Linked DNA regions of Sus scrofa: region 1 is linked to region 2. Evidence: chromatin contacts called from public HiChIP or PLAC-seq data. All regions are on one chromosome and are shown on one strand. Each heading gives the region's core, a stretch centred on a gene start, on an enhancer-like site or on the middle of the called end of the contact. The rest is flanking DNA. Distances are from core to core; before and after follow the strand shown.

The links. HiChIP or PLAC-seq counts read pairs in DNA pulled down with a chosen protein or histone mark.
Region 1: a contact with region 2 is called in an H3K27ac HiChIP or PLAC-seq map of alveolar macrophages. The contact joins two enhancer-like sites. A contact is called at or near these places in 2 of 47 Hi-C or Micro-C datasets (both in skeletal muscle) and 2 of 2 datasets of contacts at active chromatin or transcription factors (alveolar macrophages and skeletal muscle).

What each region holds. Positions count from the first base shown.
Region 1 is chr9:134,797,800-134,801,880 of Sscrofa11.1, forward strand. It overlaps PLXNA2 (plexin-A2), which reads left to right. Exons shown (of 35, transcript XM_021063894.1): 35 at 1-2,672. Among named protein-coding and RNA genes, the nearest start is that of CD34, 110 kb to the right of the region's middle. Within about 2 kb of position 1,337, at least 4 of the 83 cell types and tissues checked have an H3K27ac peak or open chromatin away from gene starts, as enhancers often do. A contact at or near this core is called in alveolar macrophages, where this site is marked.
Region 2 is chr9:134,606,485-134,610,314 of Sscrofa11.1, forward strand. All of the region lies in intron 1 of PLXNA2 (plexin-A2), which reads left to right. Among named protein-coding and RNA genes, the nearest start is that of PLXNA2, 24 kb to the left of the region's middle. Within about 2 kb of position 2,272, at least 52 of the 83 cell types and tissues checked have an H3K27ac peak or open chromatin away from gene starts, as enhancers often do. A contact at or near this core is called in alveolar macrophages, where this site is marked.

The DNA of each region.
Region 1 (4,081 bases), core at 87-2,586, 190 kb after region 2:
TTGTGCACTAAGCCAAAGCGTTTGTCCTTCCTGTAGCACCCAAAACTCGGCAGCTCAGAGCCCGTGGTTTACGGAGCTGAAAGGCCAGGCAAGATGGGCTAGAGGAATGTGAGCAGGGGCCTTCCGGCTGCCCGCTAAAACGTGAAGCCCACCGTCATCTTGTTCCGAGCTCCAGCAAAGCTTTTCTGATCACACCACTGCTCAGATGGGACTCCCGGACTTCGATCCACCAAGAAGTCAAAGTTAAGGTGTCTCAGCTGCATCTTAACCAACCCTTACCGCTATGCATCCTGCTAGGGGTCCCCCCGCAGCTACCTTGAGGGACCATTCGCTGCCCCTGAGGGTGCTTCCCTGCAGGTTTGGGGGAGAGGAGAGAATGTTGGGGGGATGGCCACTTGGAGAAGAGAGGCAGCAGAGCTGGTGTGAGCGCTTGGCCACATTTCTCAGGATTCCAGAAGAGAGGGGGGGAGTGGGGGCTGGCAGAGGAGGTGGCACAGAGGCTCCGGTAAGGAAGAAGTTAAGGTCAAGGACGACTTGACTGGATTCAAGTCAGGCCCTGAGGGTGAAAGGTTACAGAGCCTCGCTCGGCTTTGGGTCACCGTGAGCCCACACCTGTGGATTGGGAGGAGAAGGACTTGGCCTGTCGGCACCCTTATCCAACGTGAAGATATTTTGACCTCGCGTGGGGAGGAAATAATAAAGTCACAGCCCCCGAGCCCCCCCACCATGAAGCCATCCGTTTTGGAGGGAGGTAGAGAGGGACTTCTCTCTCAAAGCTTGATCCAGCTTCGTTTTATTTCATGGATCTGAACGAGAGACGATTCTCTGGACAAAGGGGAAGAAAGGCACCCCAGGAATGTGCCGGGCAAGACAGAGCAGGCCCGCGGACAAGAGGGAGATGGACAGGCTCTCCGTCGGGGTGGAGGGGTCCCTCCAGCGGGCCTGCGGCAGCCGCCCACCCTCCACAGGGGGCAGGTGGTCCCCTCGCTTTCCCACCTCCCCACAGCGCATCTCAGAACCTCTGCTGACCCACCGCTGGCGCGCGGCGAGCTCCCCCTCCTTCGAAAGTTGTGTTTAAAAAGCTCGGAGCAACCGGAAACCTCACTCACAGGAGGGAGCTGTTCCAACATCCATCCGTTCATTCGGGACCTTTGTGCAGTGACGTCCTTGGCGGAGGCCCTGCTCCAGGTGCTGAGAAACAGCAATGGACGAGATTAAGAAGGACCTTCTAGCAACTCGGCATTCTTCGGGCTGCTGGTTCCTGCTCACCAGCTCAGCCGGAACCACTCCCCTCCCCGGCCTGCGGAGGACGGGAGTTCTGTAGAAAAGGGAACCAGAGGAAGGAAGAAAGCCAGCCAATGCCGCTGCCTTACCTCATGCCGGGGACAGTCGTCACGCTGTGAGAGCCTCTCTCCGCCCCCTGCCACCGTGTCTCCTGGTGGCACTTCCCCCACTGCTTAAGCTCCTGCCTTTCTTTCATTTCTACCAAATGAGGACAAGCAATAGCAGTCGAGGCCCCCGGCCCGCGGAGCGTGAAGCAGAAGCGATGGAAGGGTGGGCTACACTGCAGTGGTCGGGCCGGAGAGGGAGAGTGTCCGAAAGCCTCTGGCTGATGGGTCTCCAGGTGCATCCCAGCCACTACCCCTGCCCCCGTTAACCCGCGGGCAGCACCTGCTCCCAGGCATGCGGTGTGCGGCCTGAAGCTCCTGGGGCCTGGCCATGGACTGGAAAGACCTGAGCCTCGGCGGCCAGGGCTCCCCCAGAGAGAAAAGGCCAGGGAGCCTTCTGGACACAGGGCCGTGAAAGCAGAGCCCTGGCCGGCGACTTGGGAGATGACGTTCAGGGCCTCCCGGCGCCTCATCTTAGGAACAAGCTTTGAGACGACGGCGGCATCCTCGTCATCACTCCGTCTCTCTTCCCACCTCTCTCCTTTCTTCTGGTCGCCCTTCTGCCGCAGTGTTCGCCCTGGGGCTCAGCGATGCTGGGGATGGAGGACAACATGTCACCTTTGCTATTGAGGGGCGGTCCCGGGAGGCAGGGCCTCGGCCCATCAGCAAACTGGAGTCTGGGCCTTTCGTGGACACACCCAGCACGTTCCCTCACCTTAAAGGGACTCCACCCTCCGACGGGTCTGCAGGGCTGCCTGCCCCCCGAACCTCGCCTCAGGGGTGATGGGAGGCGCCCTCTGGATTTCAGTCGAGGCCGTGCCTCTGGCCTCCTGGGCTGTCATGTTGGCGTCACAGGTGGAGAACACCGTGGAGCCTAGTTTCCTACAGGCAGATGTTCCTGGGTGTTTCTGGGAGGGAGGGACAAGCCCTCTACACCCTGAGACCAGGGGACCTCAGCCCACATGCCCCTCCCTCAACTTCCACCCAAACCCATTCTTCTTACACTGGAAACTGTATTATATATATATATATATTTTTTTTTAAAAGCTAGAAGGATAGTTGTCTGCTTTTGTTGTTTTTACAGGTGTTGTGGAATAAAAACTGTAAGAAAATTAAGTATTTAAAACGTTCCAATAAAATGGGGTTTTTTGGTTATTCTAATATATTATTGTGTACCTATTGTAAATACGAAACACTCCTATTTTGCAAGCCAAGGACACAATTTGTACTGTTGTTATATATAAATAAAGTTTACTGGATTAAAAAAAAACTTAAATCTTCAAATAAACCTGGTTGCTCACTGGTACATATGGAGACTTTCACGGGCGTATTTAGAAGCACAGGAAGATGAGCTAAGCTGTTTTGAGGAACTTCTAGAATTCTCTCTGGAGCCAGAGCTTATTGATGTCCAGTCATCACTGTCCACACACACACACACACACACACACACACACACACACACACACACACACACAGGCCCTGGTCTGTAGCAATAGGTGAGTACTGCCCCCGAGCCCCAAGACCCAGAATATGGCTTTTCTGCAACAGGAGGCTGATGGAGCCGACTTCGGGGTGAGATGCTTTCCAAAGAGTGGCTGAGGTCTCAGAAGGAGGAAGTCCACGCAGAGCCCCTCCTGAAAATTACATTCATTTATTTGTATTGAAAATGCTAACCCCTGCCGTGGCCTGGCGCTGTGCTCAGTCCTGGAGGATGAAATAACAAATGAGAAAGACATGCTCTTAGGCCTCACTGGCCTTTCAGTGTGTGAAGATCATGAGGATTCTGAACAAGGCCTCAGCCATGTCTGGAAGGGAGTCTGCTTTCTTTTCTTTTCGGTTGAGAGGCTAAGGGCAATCTAGGGAGAGGTGTCAGACTTCAGTGCTTTAGGTCCAGCCCAGGGGAGAGAGAGGGGCTGGGCTCTGGCCTGGGGGCTAAAAGCAGTTTGGGGTGACGTGGAGTCCGGGGCGGCGAGGCCTGGAGGCAGCGGATCAGTGTTTGGCCTGAGGACCCCAGGCCCCTGCCCTTGCTCTACCTCCATTTTTCTACTGTTCTTCCTCCCTCCCTCCCTCCCTGCCTTTCTTTCTCTCTTTCTCTCTTTTTATGTCCACATCTGCAACATACAGAAGTTCCCAGGCTAGGAACTGAATCAGACCACAGCACACTGGATCCTTAACCCACTGAGTGAGGCCAGGGATCGAACCTGCATCCTCATGGATATTATGTCGGCTTCCTAACCCACTGAGCCAGAACAGGAACTCGACTACGTTTCTTCCTTGTGTCCCAAAGTGTGTGGGTGGCGTTTGCACTCTCTGTTGCTAAAAGCAGCGGACAAGGATAACGTGGCATCCGAATCGAGTGTGCCGGGAGACCACCGGTCTCTTCCCGATAATAGGGTCAGAGCTGTGTCTGGGCCGGGTCTGGGCCCACAGCCTCAGACCCAGCCCTGCGAGTGCAGGCTCCTGAGGATGGGGTGCAGCCCTTGCCCCCAGAGAGCCTCCAGTCTGATGGCAGAGACAAAGCCCTGCCTTCAAACGCCTCCAGCGTGACTGGGGAGACACTGACCCTGCTCTCAAGGACAGGCCAGCCTTAGGTGGACAGCCGACACAGGGGCTGAAAGACAAAACCATATAAGCAGGTGCGTGTTGGTAAACCTCGTGTGTTCTAGTTACAGAATTTCCGTAGATTCAGGGAG
Region 2 (3,830 bases), core at 1,022-3,521:
ACTGATTGGGCGAGCGTCCCAGGGCGGCACATCCTGCTTGGAGACTGGTAGAAGAACAGACACTAGGCAGGTCTGGCTCGTGAGAGTGCATGTGACACAGTGACTTATAGGAACTAGGCAGAAAGAGGAGAAAGGACAGGAAGAAGGAGGCATCGCTGAGAAACCCCCTGAGGTTGACACTAGCAGAAAACCAGAATAGGAGGAAATGCTAGGTGTGCACAGTCACAGGCACATGGTCACTGGTCTCTACCAAATTGAGGATGGAAAATTCATTCTAAGACAGACCGTGGAATGGATGGAAATGAAGAACTGGGAATATTGACATGTAAATTACTGCTAATAACGGCTGATGTGTCTCAAACCCTTCTAACGGGCCAGGCATTGTTCTGTGTACTTTCTGTGTATTAACTGACTTCATCGTAATAGTCCCAGGAGCTGGGTGCTAGCACTCATTTCATTATGTATAAACAGTGAGATAGCAGCCGGGAGAGCCAAGTACCCTGACCAAGCTTACACAGCTCTCGCCTCTGTCTGGATCCGAGCATCCAAGGTCAGGGCTCATGACCATTGCCCCACACCGCCTCTCCCCAGAGCTAGGTGCCCTTCCCCCTCACTCTCAATGCAGATGGGAGGCTTGGTCCTCGCCAGCTGAGCCCTGCTTTGGAAGAGCCACCTGGTAACCTCAGCCTTGGCATGACAGAGGAAAGACAGAGGCTCTCAACGTGCTGTTGAGGTCGGTGGTCCTTGGGAAAGCTGCCGTTTGAGGTGGAGGGCAAACCTTGCCTGCACTCCCCTGCACAGCAGGAAACCAAGTCCCCTCCTGACCCTGCTGCACCACTGATGCTCCCAAACAGTGACCCTCGAGCCCCACGGAATGAACTCGCTTGGCTGGGCACTAGAAGCAGTCTGTCCCAGATTAGGTGCTGGTTGAGGGGTAAGAGGATAACAGTTCGACTAGTGATTTGTTGAGAACTGACTTAACTGGCCTTACCAGGCAGGATGGAAGGACCTCAGCAGTTCTTGCCATCATAGGTTCTAGAAGCTGAAGGAAGCAAGTCTTGAGGTATCATTTTGTCTGAATGAAGAAGTCTTAGAAACTGCTTCATCCTAACACCCTTTATTTTAAGATCAGGAAAGAGGCTCAAGTTGATGCTGGACCAGTCTAAAGACATACAACTCAGGGGTGACACAGGCAGGACTTGAATCTAGGGCTCTCTGGGTCCCCCACTCTTCCTCCTGCCCCATGAATCCATGTCTTCTAGCCACCAGGCCAACTTCCCCATTCATACTTCAACCCTCAGCATCCCTACAGGCTGCAGAGAGGCTGTGTTGGGACGTGTGCAGTAGTATGCTGGAAACGCTCACCCTGGCTCTCTTCCCTTTCCTCCAACGCATGCTTCCCCGCTTGAGCCCCTTCGTTGGGCAAGGGAGGGCTGGGAATCAGAGGTCTGCCCACTGCGTTCATTCCCATGGAAAGAAAGAACATGAGTAGAAAGAGAAGTCAGGAGCTCTGGCGGGATTCCTGCCGTGCAGTCTCCTGGGGAGGCTGCAGTGATAATAATAACAGCCAGCACAAGTCGAGCACTCACTGAGCGCCAGTTCCCAGGCTAAGACGTTTCGCTGCATTTGCTCATTTATTCTGATGACAACCCGAGAGATCGGTCCTGTAATTACCCCGTTCTACCGGAAAGGACCTCACCTTGGCCTTGGTCCCAAATTTCCTCCCCGATTCGATTCTACTGTGTCTCTGGAGGCCTGGGCAGGGAGGCGAAATGGTTAACCTCGCGCCCTGCCCTTTGGTGTTACCTCTGCTGCCGGAACCTTCTTCCACTCAAGGGCTAAGCCTCTCTGCGCACGTACGCTGGGGGGGAGGCAGGGGGGCACTGCCCACAAACTCAAAGCCTGCATGTCTCAGTGAGCACTGTCCCAAAGGCAAGACCCCTGGTGCAGCTTGATCCTCACGGCCCTTCCTTCGGGGACACACAGCTCTCTCCACCTGGAGGCAAGGGAGCTTTGCCACCCGGAGACAAGCCAGCAGGGCCTCCTGCGGGTCCCTAGCCGGCTGAGGAATTCGAGCTTGCTGCTCTGTCCTTTCCGCAGCTCCTCTTGAGGAATTCACGTCCTGCTACCGGCCCCAGGACGTAGCTAAAAATAACCTCTGATTTTCAAACCGAAAGCTCTGTCTGTGGGGAGGCTTTGCTGGGGAGTCTGTGGGGCCGGAAGGGCTGTGTCAGAGCCTCTGAGGTCAGCCTGGGCCTCGTGCGCCGTTGCCTTCCTCTTTCCAAGGAAGCCCGGGGCCTGATGAGTCAGCCCAGAGCGCCCTGCTGGAGCCCAGCTGGAGGAGAGCAGTGGGGAGCGGGGGAGACCGCTGGCCCCGTGGAGGCTGGCAGGTGTGGATGCACAGCCGAGGAGGTGTTCGAGGGGGTGTTTCTGAAGCTGCAGAGCAGAAACCATGTGGATTCCCCAGGTGGCATCGGTTCTAGTTCCAGCGTGGTGTCGTCACACTGGGGGCCAAGAGGCACAGGACACTCCCGAGGCGCCGTGGAGCAAATCCTTCGTCCTTGGCTTGGGCGCTTCCCCTCCTGCTGCCTCCCCACCCAGAGTTCTGTCTGGACTTGTCTGAGGAGGTTGCAGGACAATCTGTCCAGCTGGAGAAAAGATTTCTCTGCTAGACAGCTCGCTGCCTCCTGCTGCCGCTGCCACCACTGTCCCTCCCTCTCCGCAAGAGCCAGCAGCAACGCTGGCAGAGTGATGCCAGGCTCCACTGTCCACCCGCTGCCCAGGAGTCTAGAAGCTCTCTCAGGAGCCCTGCCTTGCCCCTCTGAGCAGCTTCCTTGGAACAGGGAGGAACAACTATAGAGCCTGGGGGTTGGGAGGGCAGGGGGGAAGCAAAGAAATTTGGGGGGGCTGACCAGGCAGGGCAGGCAGCCCAACATCCACCACATGGAGCCCTACGCAGTCACAGGTCCCTGCAGGGGCTTCAGTGAGGCTTAACTTCAACTTGCCTCTCTTTGCTTCTGCCCACATTTCCCAAACCCAGAACCTTTGCCCAGATGGCTGAAGCTGGCCTCAGCTAGCCAGTCCCCGTGAGCAAGGAGGCCGCTCCCCCCACGCTCCACCTGCAGAGATGACGTGGAAGCAGCTTCCCCAGGACCTGGCAGCCCGCTCGCAGGGAGGCGGTGGCTGGCGTCCTCCTGCCTCCAAGGGGGCTGGGTGCCTGCCCATCTCCTGGGGACCCTTCTGGCTGCTGAATAGCACCTGTGGGGGTCCCAGTCCTTCGGCCTTCGTGTAGCTCTCCACCCAAACAAGTTCCAACAGCTAACAATCAGGGAGTCTTCCTTCAAGAGAGGACGAGGCTGAGGGTCAGTGAGAGTTACTCAGGGTGACCAGCTGTCCCCTTTCCTGTGGGACAGAGCATGAAAGAGTAAAGAGTCCGCAGGGTGAGGGGTGGAAGTCGGAAATAAAAAGGAAGTTTTTGCAATGGCAGACTCGGAATAGCTGGCCAGGAGGGCCTGGGAGAGGGCCGTCCCAGCCAGCTTTTACAGGACAAGGGAGCTTCCCCCCGGACGGGGAGAGGACAGGCCAGGTGACTGGCTGGGGAAGGCGGGCTGCTGTCCCAACACTGAGATCAGCTGACAGGGGGAGCTCAGTCTTTCAGCCTCGCTGAGAGATGAAAACGATGTCTAAAGAGGGCAGAAATAGAGACGCTTTGTAAAGTTTAAAAAAAAAAAAAACCCAGCATTTTACAGCATAAAGGCTAGAGACCAAAATAGATAATAGGATTCCCTGAATGTTCCCAAGGGGGAGAAAATATGCTAAAAATAGAAAAA